Linked DNA regions of Oryctolagus cuniculus: region 1 is linked to region 2. Evidence: chromatin contacts called from public Micro-C data. All regions are on one chromosome and are shown on one strand. Each heading gives the region's core, a stretch centred on a gene start, on an enhancer-like site or on the middle of the called end of the contact. The rest is flanking DNA. Distances are from core to core; before and after follow the strand shown.

Region 1 (7,641 bases), core at 2,257-4,756, 63 kb before region 2:
CTCTTTGCCCAAGGTTGCTACCCAGGTTTTTGATTTGTCTGTTACTGGATCCCTGCCTCGTGGTTAATTTCCTTTTCGTCCTCTGGCAAGGGCAGCTGTTACCATGAGTAATTCCTGTGAATGCCAGCCAGCCCCTCCTAAAAGAGCTCTTTATGTCTTGGGCCATAAAGATTCAGCTGAGGTTTATCCTGGTGCTTGCTGGGCTGGGCATGAGGAAGTCAATACCCCAATCCCCTTTTTATGGGAAAAGGGCCAATGCTGCTGCCAACTCCACGCAAAAGAGAGCACGGAACTGGCCATCGATGCTGGTAACCAGGTCCCAGCCTCAGCCTCTCCTCCCCAGCAGGGTGTGCACCCTCCATCCAGGCCACCAAGGACTTCAAAAACACATCACACACTGCCTACTTTAGCCTCTGAGGCAATTCTCTCCTTTCCCACCTGTTGGGGCCTTTGTGAGAGCCACAGATGTGAAGACTCCAAGCCCTACACACCTTTACAGATGCTGTGGGCTGATCAAAACTCTACCTCTTCTTCAAGGCCTCCTTCAATTCCACCTCTTCCAGGAAGTCAACCTTGACTACCTTACCCAGAAGAAGGCGTCTCCCCCTCTGAACCTTGCCTGCAAGCAGCACTCAGCACACACACCCTGGCGTCACCATGAACTCATCACTCAGCACACACACCCTGGCGTCACCGTGAACTCATCACTCAGCACACACACCCTGGCGTCACTGTGAACTCATCACTCAGCACACACACCCTGGCGTCACCGTGAACTCATCGTGCTGGTCACACGGCGAGTTGGCATCAGTGCTGTGTGCGGTTTTATTTATTGTATTCCATTCACGTATCTGTCTACGCTTTCCAGAAACCTTTGGTGACGACTGACACGGGGTACAGATGGGCAGAGACACATAAATGCACACGTACACAACCGCAGTGAAGTAGACAGGGTCACTGACTACAGGTGCAGACGGAGCAGAGCGCCCTGTGTGTGCTGAGCATCCTGGGAGCCCAGTCAGGTGAACACATGGAGGTGCAGGAGCACTGGGCACAAGCCAGACTCGGAACAATCAGCTGATCTCCCCATGCCTCAGCTTCTTCCTCTGGGAGGGCGGAGGGGGACACCACCTCCCTCACAGGGTGCGGTGTGGAGAAAGCTCTCCTGCCCCACCTTCCTTGTCATCAGCAAAGGGGGCAGCTTCCTGGGGAAGGCACAAAGCTCACGGGGTCCTAAGTGCCAAAGGAGGTTTTTCATGAGATGCTGTGAGGAGCATTCGCAGAGGGGCAGGGCCTCAAGCTGTGGTTTTACAGCAAACCAGACAAGGATTTGCTGTGGCTCTATTTGAAAAGCCTTAATAAACATCAACCAAACGGCCTCTGGGGAAGCTGTGTAAGGACCACTCGGTAGCATCTGTGCCTGCAGGCAGGGGCCCCGGTGCGCAGGTTGCAGCAGGGCTGCCTGCTAAGGGACTGATCTCATCTAAGCAAAGCTGAGGCTGGCGGGCAGGCGTCCAGTGGCTCACTTTGGGTTGACCGTCTGGTCATAAACAGCAGCTCTCCTGCCTGTGGTCAACGCCACCAGCGTGATGTCACTGTCCTTCCATAAAAGAGCACGCAGCCCCCAGCGTCTTTTCCAAAAACAGCAAGGCTGAGATCTTGAAGACCAGACGTTTCCTCTTCTACCCCCTCCAAACAACCGCACATCCTCCATGGCTGCCTGCTCTCAAAGGCCAGGCTGGACAGACATGCCCAGCTGGGCTGCAGAGGACATCTGCTAGGCGTTTACCAGGCCTCTGCGCAGGGCGGGAGGCAACGCTGGGTCCCCACCAGAGAGAACCCAGGGGTCCTTCGAGTCGGCCCTCTCACCATATACCTCAGTAGGAATTTTCCTGCGTGCCCACTGTGTGCACGGCAAGAGGCACACGAAGACTGTGGCGAGGCCTTCAAAAGCTTGTGGAAAATTCGCATTACCTTTGCATTCCACTGGGCCGTGAGCTTTCTGAAGCCCCTTGTATGTTCAGTGCAGCCGGCCCAGGAGCTCAGGACTAGCGAGGGTAACCGCCGCTCCCTGTAGCGAGCAGGCTCAGGAGGGCACCCAAGGTGGAGGAGATAGACTCCCCGGGGAAGGCCCGTGGGGAGAACCGGGGAGAAGGCCCCGGGAGGGGAGGGCATGGAGTCCTGCGCCTCTCAAGCAGCCTGGGAGGGCCAGAGCTGAGCGTGTGAGGAAGGAAATGGTGGACAGGGGGCAGGCAAGGTGGACAGAGCCCAGATCCCCAAGGGCCTGTGTGTACAGAGCACTTTCTTTTAGATTCCATCAGGAGCAACCAAGAGCAAAGGAAACCCAGGGACTTGGTGAGGCTGGTGCAGCAAGCTGCAGACAAAGCCCTGCATGGCGTCCAGGCCTCTGGGCTCCCATAGTCCCATGCCCTACCCTGCGGTCCCCCGGGCAGCAGCAGCCGGGAAGGCCAGAAGACAGGGCAGCCGTGCAGCATTCACCGCCCAGACAACCTGGGGCCGGAGCCCAGACTTCTTCAGGGCCAAGGAAATGTCCCGTGCATCTGGCAAAAGCACTACTCCTCGCAAGAAAACCGCCCTGCCAGAGTTTCCCCGCAATGGGAGAGGCCTGGGAAGCCACGCCAGCCGCAGAGCACGGCCTCCCAACAGGAGACAGGGACCTCTGCAGCACCGGTCCAGGAGTCAGACCAGCGAGGGTCCTGCAGGCAAGCCTCCGTGGGCAAGCGTAGAAGCTTCTAGTCCACCAGACACTGGCTCTGCGGGCACAGGTTTCTGTCCAGGGCAGGAGACAGGAGATGAATCAAACTCTACCCCAGGAGCTCACAATCCAGCAGACAGATAAACCAGGCACAAAAGTAACCATAAAACAAGGCAGATGCGATAAGAGCCACGCAGATAAGATGCAGTGGGAGTTGAGAGGGGAGAGCGAGGGCATGGGAGGCAGAGGGGAGTGGAGGGAACGGGAGCTTCCGTTACCTCCCCAGAGCGGGGGATGCCTTCCAGTCTGCTGAATGGGGGCCGGGGAGAGAGCTGGTGGCGGGCAGAGAGGATCCAAGAAGGATCCTGGACAGAGAGAGGCCCGCAAGCCCGAGCCTTGGGAGAGGAGCCCCGACCCTCATCTCAGAGGCCGGGAGGGAAAGGGAGGAGGAGGTGTGCGGGATTTCTCCGCGGTGGCAGCAAGTTGGTTGGAGGGGACAAGGCTGGGACTTGCCTTGCAATGGCACACACCGCATTCGCCTCGTTGGGGTTTCTTGGGGGGAACTGGCGACCCACCCTTCAGCCCTGCCTCTGTCGAGAGAGGGTGTGGGGGGAGGAGCTGGCACCTCCCGTTGCAACAGGAAAGGAGACCTCGGATGAAGATGACCGCACCCCATGCCAGGACCCCAACACCCACCCGCGCAGCGAAAAGCCCGGACCCAGGCCCAGGCCCAGGCCCTTGCCCGCCCGTCATCAAGGTGGGGTCGCCCGGGGAAGGCCCACCCTGCACGCACACCTGCCTCCACACGTGCCCCTGCCCGCCGTGGCACTTGTCACGGGGAGGGGGAACTCCGCGTCCCCCCCGGCTGCGGCCGACGGAATTTCAGAAATTCGGGGCACGAATCCGGGGTCCGGTGACTCCCCGAGGGCGGGCCCAGGGAGGGGGTCCCCGCAGGCCACATCCTCCTGCCCGCCCGCCCGCCTCGGCGCCCGGCCCCGCTCCCCTGCTCTCTCTCCGCGCGCGCGCGGCGGGCTGGCGGGCAGGGCCTCACGGGCCCGGGTCCCGGCCCGCGGCGGGCACTGCGGGGCTCGCGGCGGTGCCCGCCCGCCCGCCGACCCCCGGGCCCGGAGGGCGCCGCCGGGACACTCACCCCGAGCGGCAGGGCCGCGGGCTCCGTCCTCTTCCGCCGCGGGCTGGGCCGCCGCCGCCTCACGCTGCCTCCCGGGGAGCGCCGGCCCCGCGGCCCCGGCCCGGCCCGCTGCGCCCCGCGGCCCCGCGCGCCCCCGCCGCCGGCTGGCCCCGCGCGAGCGGCCGGGCCCCGGCGGGCATGCTCCGGGCCGTCGGCGGGCGGCGCACGTGCGGGCGCCCCCGGCTGCTCTCGGGGCGGCGGCCGCGGCTCTGAGGAAGCGGCGGGGCGCGAGCGGGCCGGCTGGACAGCTCTACGCCGCGGCGCCGCCGTGGCCCGCGCGTCCCAGCGGCCGCTGCTGCTGCCCGCGCGCGCCGGGCCCGGCTCGCATTCCCTCACTCGCGCGGCGGCGGCGGCGGCGGCGGCGGCGGCGGCGGGCGGCGCCTCCTCAGGCCGCGCGGGGGAGCGGCGGCGGCGCCGGCTGTTCGAGCCCGGCCCCGCGCCTCCGCCGGAAGAAGCTCTCCGCCGTGGGCAGCCGGACCCGTTCCTCGCCCGCGGCCCCGCACCCTTCACGCACGCAGTCCTGGTGCCTGTGGGGCGGGAGGGCGCGGGCGGACGCGCGGCGATCGCGCCTCACCTGAATAGCGTCACTTCGTAAGATGGCAGTGCCTCGCGCGGAGCGCGGCGCGGGGCTGGCCGCGGTGGGGCCGCTCGAGTGTCCGCGGTCGCGCGGATAAGCCGCCGGCCAGCCGCCGCGCGGGGGCCGAGGGCCGGCCGGCGGCGGCGGGCTCTCCAGGAGGAGCTGGGCGAGGACCAGGAACAAGCGTCACCTTCGGGTCCCCGCAGCACTGGACTCTGTACATTCAAAGCCCAAGCCGGGCCCTGGTGCAACTGGAAGGAGCAATGCGGGGTTGCGGTGGAGCGAAGACCGGCTTGCTGGCCCGCATCACAAGTCTCGGCCTTCCCCTGGAAGGGCGGTGCGAGCCGACGCGGGCGCCCCGGGCTGGGCTCAGAAGCAGCCCGGGAGGGCGAGAGCACAGGCGGCCGCCGCTGCCCGGTTACCGCGCCCTGGGCACCGTCACTGCCGTGACTCCCCTAGCAGTGCCTGCCTTGGGTGGCCGCCCCTTCCCCCTCCGAGAGCCCGCCCGCCGGAGCTGCCTTGGGATTCCTGGAGCATCCCGAGTGAGGCTCTCGGCCCTGAAAGCCGGTGGAAGCCGAGCTGGCCTGACCACCACTGGACACTGGCTCTCGCCGCGGCTTGAAGAAAAACGCCAGCACCACAGGGCACTTCGTCTCCACGGTGTTTATTGCGTGCTCGTACGCAAGAATGAAGACATGGCCCCGCTTACAACTTCATTGCCCCAGTGTTGGACTAGATGGAACTGCTGCAAGCGCTTGTCTTTAGGTTTAATCAGCGGCACTGCAGGAAGCAAACTCTTCGTATTATTGGTCACTGTTACAGTGAAACTGTTAAATATAAAACATAACTGTCTTTTTAGTTATAGTCATAGGGTATATTGTGTCTACCAATGCACATTTATGCTTGACTCCTCACATATCTGAGGGGCCCACTGCAGTGAAACACAAACCAGATTGGAAAAGGCCTAGAAACCCGGATCTGAGAATATCAGTGTAATTATCAGCAAACTGCCATAGAGCTCTTGGCAGGGCATTTTCCAGCAAAATTTACACAATGTAATTGGTTTAATCAGGCCTGCAAAACTCATAACCACATATGGCCACTCAACAGGTAAACAGGATTTACCTCTGATTTATACAGAAAATTAGGTGTGCATTTTTTAAAATTCTTAAAGATTCACAGCACAACTGGCACATTAAAATTCAGTGAAAACTTCTTTTGAAATATCTAAAAATTAAAATAACAAAACGTGTGTGTGTGTGTGTGTGTGTGTTCAGAATTCAAATAGAATTTCAAATTCAGAAAGGAACTTGGCTCTCTGAAATCATAACCTTCCAGCACCCAGGGGTAGGCACCTCCCTCACTTGGTCCTATTTACCCACCATCACCTTGCGGGTGAATGTCAAGGGACAGCTAAAGGGGTAATTATTTTGAATACACAGGCAATAACTTTTAGGAATACATCCTATATTTATAATCAAACAAACCCTAAATCACCAATTAAGATCAAAGTGCTTTCTGCACTTAATTTGTTGAGTCCAGCACTTTTAAAATTTCAGTCACACACACACACACACACACCCAAGATGGAAGCACATTTAAACTCAAAAGTTTCTTTGCAAGGGGTGGAGAGAACACCTCAGACCACCTCACAGAAAAGTCAACCCAAGGCACTTTTAGGTCAATGGCTCGGGAGACAGGCCTTTTCTATTCAGAAAGAAATCACTGCCTCAAAAAAACCTACTTAATTAAAAATGATTTGGAATGTATGTGGGAAATTCAAAAAGCTTGTGGAAAAATTGCAAAGATGTTTATTTTGGTGCAACAATGGAAGTCCATGTCTATTTTCATAGTACACGTTTCCCACCAACTTTTTGAAGACCTCTCAGGTGCATGGATTTCAATTTTTCTTGCACCCAAATAAACTTTTCTTTTAATCCCACCTTTGATTCAAAGGAATGTTCTTCCCCTTCGGTCCTATCATTTGCTGCTGAGGAAGCCAGGCCTGAGCCAGGCGGGGGCCCAGGGGCATCTGGCTTCCAATCTCCCCTCTCCCATCCCCCACGCACAGCCCTAGCACTGTCCTTCGGCTACACATGCCATTGCTTCAGTTGGAGATGTTCTTCTGTTGGAGATGTCCATAGATGGACACTTCTAGCCCAGGAGTGGCTCCTGCAGACAGCAGCTTTGTCAAGGAAAGCAGCAGGCAGCCCTAGGCCATCGGGAGGGCTCACTGTCCATCTGCATTTAAAAGGCACTTTCCAGGGAGATGCCTGGAGTCTTTACTAACCACAGCACTGTCCCAGCCGCTAACAGAAGCAGTTTACCTCCCTGGGATAGCAGCTGCTGTGTAAGACTGCCACCTGTCCTACTTTTGGTTTGAGTCGACTTTCAGCTGAGTGTTTTGCGAAACAAGCATCACCAAAGGGGAGAGAGAGCAGAAACCATTTTCCTTGGTTTCCCTCTTCACAGCTACAAAGAAAATCGAATAGAAATTTTTTTAAAAAATAAGTAACTGATAGTTCCAATCTATTCCACACTTCAAAAGTCAAAACATATGCTTGCAGAGAGAGGCACAGAAGATGTTTTGACGGAGCTTGATGCCTTTTTTGGAATAAGCCAATTATAGGTTACTGAGAAGATAACTCCTTGGCAAGATGGACCCATCAATGCTGCTGAAACTGCATTTCCTTTTTCTTAAGAATGCAGAAGACTTCACAGCAAAAGTAGGGAACAATGAAGTCTTAACAATTTTCAAGTTAGTTCTTACTATCGTGTTTAGGAAGAGAACGTACTCAGGAAAGTCAACCCCTTCAGGAGCTCTCGACACAAGCTTTCCCAGAACCTGACTAAAATGGACTCTTCTTTCCTCTAACTGGGAGATCAGAGGAAACAAAAAGTAAAGAACAAAGGCACTTGGTTTCTTCCTCAGAAACTCTGATTAGGCTGTCCCAGTGGGAAAGGAACCTGCAGCTGGGTGTCAGTGGGGTCCTCCCCCTTGCTGAGACCCCCCACACAGAAGGGCAGCCTGTGGGCCACAGGCCAGGACACAGCCAGGGGAAGCTTTGGTGAAAGGTGCCCAAAGATAAGACTTGAGAGCAGACCTACACCCTAAAGGGATGATCTGGTTGGCTTGGATAACTACTACTACATATGATT
Region 2 (6,886 bases), core at 4,093-6,592:
TTTCAGCACGAGCATCCATGTGACCAGAGCACACACCTCTCTCAGACCATGTCCTGTGCTTTTTAAATTTTCCTTTCACCTCACTTTAATGCACGCTCTCTCGTTTTATCTAATATATTCTAAGCTGCCTCAAATTCCTACCAAAGAGGGAAGGGAACAATCACAATAATTTACTGACAACACAATTGCTTCCGGACCCCAGGGTTTGCCCCTGCCCAGCAGGCCCCAGGCTGCTCCTCTCTAGTGGTCTTACTTCTGGGCTGCCCGTAAGCTACTACAAATTCAAAAACCAAACAACCAAGCTAGTCAGACCACAAATAGACTGAGGGTAAACCAGTTCTGATCCAAAACAAACTATGGAATAGTTTAAAAACCAAATGCATTTCAATTGATTATTTTCTCAACTCAACTGATTTTCTGCTAACTTCCAATATTCAACTTTAAACTTTTATTTTTTTTAAGATTTATTTATTATTTACTTGAAAATCAGAGTTACACAGAGAGAGAAGGAGAGGCATAGAGAGGTCTTCTATCTGCCAGAGCTGCGCCGATCTGAAGCCAAGAGGAAGGAGCCCCTTCCAGGTCTCCCACACGGGCACAGGGGCCCAAGGACTTGGGCCATCTTGTACTGCTTTCCCAGGCCATAGCAGAGAGCTGGATCGGAAGAGGAGCAGCTGAGTTTCGAACCGGCGTCCATATGGGATGCTGCACTGCAGGCAGCAGCTTTAGCTGCTACGCCACAGTACCGGCCCCCTAATATTCAACTTTAATGGCTACTTCCCAGATTAGTGAGGTATTTCTGCAGTATAAAACATTATTTGTACCATTAATTTAAAAATATAGAATATTTAGGCAACTATACTTTAATACTTGTTAATTTACCAAAAGCAAAGACAAAAAAAAAGGAGAAAGGAAACTACAACTAGCAAAATAATTTATTTTTCACAATGTTCTCCATTCAAAATATTTCATTTCTGGAGAAATTAAAAACAAAAGGATGGCCGGCACCACGGCTCACTAGGCTAATACTCCGCCTGCGGCGCCGGTACCCCGGGTTCTAGTCCCAGTTGGGGCACCAGGTTCTGTCCCGATTGCTCCTCTTCCAGTTCAGCTCTCTGCTGTGGCCCGGGAGGGCAGTGGAGAATGGCCCAGGTCCTTGGTCCCTGCACCGACATGGGAGACCAGAAGGAAGCTCCTGGCTTCGGATTAGCGCAGTGCCGGCCTTGGCAGCCATTTGTGGGGTGAACCAACAGAATGAAGACCTTTCTCTCTGTTTCTCTCTCACTAACTCTGCCTGTCAAAAAATAGGCCGGCGCCGCGGCTCACTAGGCTAATCCTCCGCCTTGCGGCGCCGGCACACCAGGTTCTAGTCCCGGTTGGGGCACCGGATTCTGTCCCGGTTGCCCCTCTTCCAGGCCAGCTCTCTGCTGTGGCCAGGGAGTGCAGTGGAGGATGGCCCAGGTGCTTGGGCCCTGCACCCCATGGGAGACCAGGAAAAGCACCTGGCTCCTGGCTCCTGCCATCGGATCAGCGCGGTGCGCCCGCCGCAGCGCGCCGGCCGCGGCGGCCATTGGAGGGTGAACCAACGGCAAAAAGGAAGACCTTTCTCTCTGTCTCTCTCTCTCACTGTCCACTCTGCCTGTCAAAAAAAATAAAAATAAAAATAAAAAATAATAAAATAAATAAAAATTAAAAAAAAAAAAAAAGGAGGGCTGGCACTGTGTGTCGTAGGCTAAGCCTCTGCATACTGTGCCGGCATGCCATACAAGCACCAGTTCATGTCCCAGCAGCTCCTCTTCTGATCCAGCTCTCTGCTGTGGCCTGGGAAAGCAGAAGATGGGCCAAGTACCTGGGCCCCTGCACTCACGTGGGAGACCCGCAAGAAGTTCCTGGCTTCTGGCTCTAGAAGGCTTAGCTCCAGCTGTTGCAGTCATTTGGGGAATAAATCAACAGACAGAAGACCCTTCTGTCTCCCACTGTCTACAACTCTACTTCTCAAATAAATAAATAAAATCTTAAAACACACACACACACACAAAGGATTACAACTACTCTTTGGGGCCAGCGCTGTGGCATAGCAGGTAAAGCCACTGCCAGAATTCCACGTGGGCGCTGGTTCGAGTACCAGCTAGGTCTATTTTTTTTTTTTTTTTTTTTTGAACAGGCAGAGTTTAGACAGAGAGAGAGAGACACAGAGAGAGACAGAGAGAAAAGTCTTCCTTCCCTTGGTTCACCCCCCAAAACGCCGCTACGGCCGGTGCACTGTGCCAATCCGAAGCCAGGAGCCAGCTGCTTCCTCCTGGTCTCCCATGTGGGTGCAGGGACCCAAGCACTTGGGCCATTCTCTGCTGCCCTCCCAGGCCACAGCAGAGAACTGGACTGGAAGAGGAGCAACTGGGACAGAATCCGGCGCCCCGACTAGGACTAGAACCCGGGGTGCCGGTGCCGCAGTCGGACAATTAGCCAAGTGAGCCGCGGCGCCGGCTGGTCTACTTCTGATCCAGCTCTCTGCTATTGTGCCTAGGAGAGCAGGAGAGCAGCAGAGGATGGCCCCAGTACCTGGTCCCCTGCACCCACGTGGAAAACCCAGAAGAAGCTCCTGGCTTTGGATTGGCCCAGCTCTGGCTGTTGCAGCCATTTGGGAAGTGAACCAGCAGATAGAAGATCTTTCTATATATATAACTCTGCCTTTCAAATAAATAAATAAATCTTAAAAAAAAAAAAAAAAAAAACAGTATTTTGAAATAACTCTCCCTGAACAGCTGTTTTAAAAAATACAATCGGGGGCCGGCACTGTGGAACAGCAGGCTAAAGCCCTGGCCTGAAGCGTGGCATCCCATATGGGCGCCAGTTCTAGTTCCAGCTACTCCTCTTCTAATCCAGCTCTCTGCTATGGCCTGGGAAAGCAGTACAAGATGGCCCAAGTCCTTGGGCCCCTGCACCCACATGGGAAGACCGAGAAGAAGCTCCTGGCTCCTGCCTTCAGACTGGTGCAGCTCCAGCCATTGCGGCCAACTGGGGAGTGAACCAGCGAATGGAAGACCTCTCTCTCCCCTTCTCTCTGTGTGTAACTCTGATTTTCAAATACATAAATAAATCTTTAAAAAAATACAATCAGCAACTATGACACTATTTAGATAAATTGGTATCCCATGCAAATAGTTATTATAATTTGTTATATTAAAAAATATCTGCCCCATTCTTACCTATTAGAGTTTATGTTAAGTCCAAGAGAATGGGGAGAATTTTTGTTATCAGATTCCACAGAAGATGTTCGCTGTATCGTTTTTACCAAATCAAAATCTTCCATAGTGTACAAACTGTTATACTCTTTTATTTGAAAATATAGGTTCTTTCACTGTTTGAGGAAACTGAATCCGAGTCTTCCTCAGACGTTTCATCGTCTATCGGCATTTTCAGTCGCTGACATTCAGAAGTCTGAGAGATCCTAAGCTTGCAAGAGGGTCTGAAAGTGAGAGGGGAAAGATTACTAAAAAAAGCCACTAAACCCAACACTGTCTTTTCATGACTTTGGAAACCCAGACTTGGGCCACACACATCTGCATCCAGGACAGCAACAATATCCTGAGGACTGAATGCAGAGACTACTAGACGGCCATCAGCAGATGCAGGATGAACAACCGTGGCACATCCCTGTACGGAAAACTGTGCGGGTACAGAAAGGAAAGCTGTACTGATAGAGGCAGCGTGGGTAACACGTGAAAACACCAGGCTAGGTGGCAGTCAGTCACAGAAGCCCACGGACCCCGTGATTCTACTGCAGATACCTACACCAGGGAAACCCACTGAGACCCAAAGGGGACTGACCGTTAGCCAGAGCTGAGGGGAGGAGACCCGGGAAGGACTCCAGTGGGTATGAAGCTTCTTTCTGGGGTGATGAAAAAGTTCTAGGATGAGTGGTGAGGGGTGAGCAGCCCTGCGAGTACACCGCACTGTACACCTTCGAAAGGACAACTGTTATGGTATGTGACTATATACCTCAACTTTGAAAACCTATTTTAAGGGTGGTTTGCAAAAATAGTAGCATCTCTTCAGGTAATACTTCAGCATGGCATTTTTAATAATCAAGGTTCTAGGCCGGCGCCGCGGCTCAGTCGGGGCGCCGGTTCTGTCCCGGTTGCCCCTCTTCCAGTCCAGCTCTGCTGTGGCCCGGGAGTGCAGTGGAGGATGGCCCAGGTCCTTGGGCCCTGCACCTCATAGGAGACCAGGAGAAGCACCTGGCTCCTGGCTTCGGATCGGCCATCTGGGAGGTGAACCAACGGAAGGAAGACCTTTCTCTCCGTCTCTCTCTCACTGTCTAACTCTGCCTGACAAATAATAATAATAATAATAATGATCAAGGTTCTAGGCACAGACTCCATTATGTAACGATGGAGCACTCACATGCCTTGATCAGGGCTGCCAGTGTGAGTGCTGCTGCGCCCCCGCCGGGCAACCGACACCCCCAGACTCAGACCACCCGGCTCTCGGGCCATGAAGGACAAGGACTCCGACTCCCTCCCCCGCCCCGACGGACACCCAGGCTCCTCCGGCCCGCGTGGGCGCTGGGCTGGGGGCAGGGGCGTGAGCCACGAAGGCGAACGTTTAAAGAAATAAACTTGTTAGGGAATGACTGGAACAGCGACCTCTCCGTACGTCCCGGCGACGGGCGGCGGCGCTCCGGCCCCAGCCCGTCCCCGCCCTGCGACCCGCACCGACGAAGGGCACCGCGGGCACACGCGCCGCGCCCGCGCTCCCGACCGCAACGCCGAGGCCGCGGGCCGCCCTCCGCAAGGCGAGGGAGAACCCACGGCCGGCCGCCGCCCTCGGGATTCCCGGCCCGAAACTGAGGGAAACCCTCAAGCCCCCCGCCCCTCCGGGAGGGCGCCCTGCGATTGGGCCGCGCGGGTGTCACTCAAGGGCACCGAGTCTAGAAAAGGCGCACGCAGGCGGGCGCAGCGCCCACACGCCGGCCGGCTCCGGTGGGGTCGGCGGTCCGGCCGCGGCCGCCCTCACACGGGTCCATGCGTACGCTCGGCCGTGTCTTCTAAGTTTCATCCCTTGTCCCCCTGCGGCTGGCAGCTCCTCGCAGACCGGCGGCCGCTTACCTGGCCCCGCTCCCACTGCCGCTGTCAGGGGCTAGCGAGCGGCCTCTCGCGACCGTTAAACTCGGAGCGTGCGCGCGCCCAGCGTCTCCCCTGTGATTGGCTGCTCGAAAGGGGGCGGAGACGGCCGAGCGCGGCGCGCGCGTTGACCTCCGGCTTCCCCTTTGCCAAAGAGGGTTGTCTGACGCCAAAGACTAAGGGGGGCGGGGCGTCTGTCAGATCCTCTTCTCTGATTGGCTCTCTGGGAACCTACCGCGGCCACGCGGGAAAGACGCCTCCTGTGCTCGCATGCGCAGTCGGTGAGAATGAGCGTTTGACAGGGGAGGGCAGCGGCAGCCAGGGTACGGCGCATGCGCAGATCCGGGAGCGCGGTTGCGTCTTCGGTCCCGCGGTGATTCGAGGTTCCAGTGGAACACCGGGCGCAGGAGGCCCGTCGTAAGAGCAGGTAAGCGTCCGGCTGCTCGTGACTGCCGCGGGCTCTGGAGCGAGGCCTGGAAGCCGGGAATCCTGAGTTCTTCACGGTTTGCGACGATCAGTTTAGCTGAGGCCCCTGGTCCTGACCCCAGAGCTCAGGGGCTGGGGAGAAGTGGAGCGAGCTAGGCCACGCAGCAGGTGCACAGCGGGGGTCGGCACTTCCCTGGCGTGGCTTTTGAGAACCCGCGTTTCCTCCCGGCCCAGTTAATCTGGAAATTACTCCCGGCTCTTAGACCCCCTGCCCCAGGAGACCCTGACCCCTGGACTGTCCCTCGGGCGGCCACCCGCAGCACCGAGAAGCCGGGACAATGCCCGCTGTCGGTCTCAGCCGACCCTCCCTCCAAAGACCCCCATCAGTGTGCGTAAGACCTCAAGCTTAAGTTGAAACCCACTCCCCAGTTGTGTTAATCCCGCAGTCAGTATTGTGCGCATGTGACACCCAGCTAAAATCAAATGATCTGTAAGCACACGACGGTTTTCCGTGACCCTATTACAAGCCCACCCCCCCCAAAAAAATTAGGATTAATTTCAGTAGTCACAAACTCTGCTGGAGACACTGTAGAACCTTTCACTCACAGAATTAAGAAATGTGAATTCCGGAGGCTTCCTAGAGTTATTCACCCTGAAAGGGAATGCTGGTGATTAACCAGCCAAGGGTGCGTGACCATTTTTGGCTACAAAATTGGACGGGCTTTGCTTGGTTTGGGGGTGTCAATTTTTGGTTTTGGCTTTTGGCACCTTGATTCTAGGTTATTTTTCTTTACCCATTAATGTTTTCATAAACCAACGGATTTAAGAACGAGCACTCCGAGTCACGGCGTCAGCTTGTGACGTCACGGATGCAGTCCACGCTTCGGCAGGGCTGCACACGCTCTCATTTCTTACCCAGGTGCAGCTCTTGGTGGGGTCTTAATTTAAAGAAAAAAAAGATGTTGAAGTGGACATCGCCTTCAACCAATAGGACTCAACAGAAGAAATGCCTTTTTCAAAGCTTTATAAACAGCTAAAAAGAGTTTTGAAAGTCAAAAAAATTATTTCTGAATATAGAAAACGGAAGTCGAAGGCTTCACAAATTCCAATTACTTGAGCGTTCACGGGAGGCGAGCCTGTGACAGTCCCTCGGAACACAAATTCCAAGTACTTAGATGTGTTAAGTATGACTTCTGATTAACTAGCACTGGAGATTTTGTACTACTTGAAAAACCCTACAGCCCTGTTCTATGGCTTTTCCTAAGGGCTTGATTAGCATACAGTACAGCATGGAAGGACTCATGTTTCTCCTTTGTCTTGGTGACTTCAGATTTACA

The links. Hi-C and Micro-C count contacts between places; a contact is called where the count stands out from the background.
Region 1: a Micro-C map of ear pinna shows a contact between it and region 2, with 1.7 times the contacts expected there. The contact joins the enhancer-like site here to the promoter of MTRFR in region 2. A contact is called at or near these places in 2 of 6 Hi-C or Micro-C datasets (ear pinna and skin fibroblasts).

Annotation. Positions count from the first base shown.
Region 1 is chr21:6,142,351-6,149,991 of mOryCun1.1, reverse strand. It overlaps MPHOSPH9 (M-phase phosphoprotein 9), which reads right to left. Exons shown (of 25, transcript XM_070066113.1): 23 at 4,480-7,641. Among named protein-coding and RNA genes, the nearest start is that of MPHOSPH9, 63 kb to the right of the region's middle. Within about 2 kb of position 3,506, at least 6 of the 8 cell types and tissues checked have an H3K27ac peak or open chromatin away from gene starts, as enhancers often do. A contact at or near this core is called in ear pinna, where this site is marked.
Region 2 is chr21:6,081,572-6,088,457 of mOryCun1.1, reverse strand. It overlaps MTRFR (mitochondrial translation release factor in rescue), which reads left to right and starts at 5,342. Exons shown (of 3, transcript XM_002723336.5): 1 at 5,342-5,550. It overlaps MPHOSPH9 (M-phase phosphoprotein 9), which reads right to left and starts at 5,254. Exons shown (of 25, transcript XM_070066113.1): 1 at 5,109-5,254; 2 at 3,207-3,466. The coding sequence starts at 3,310.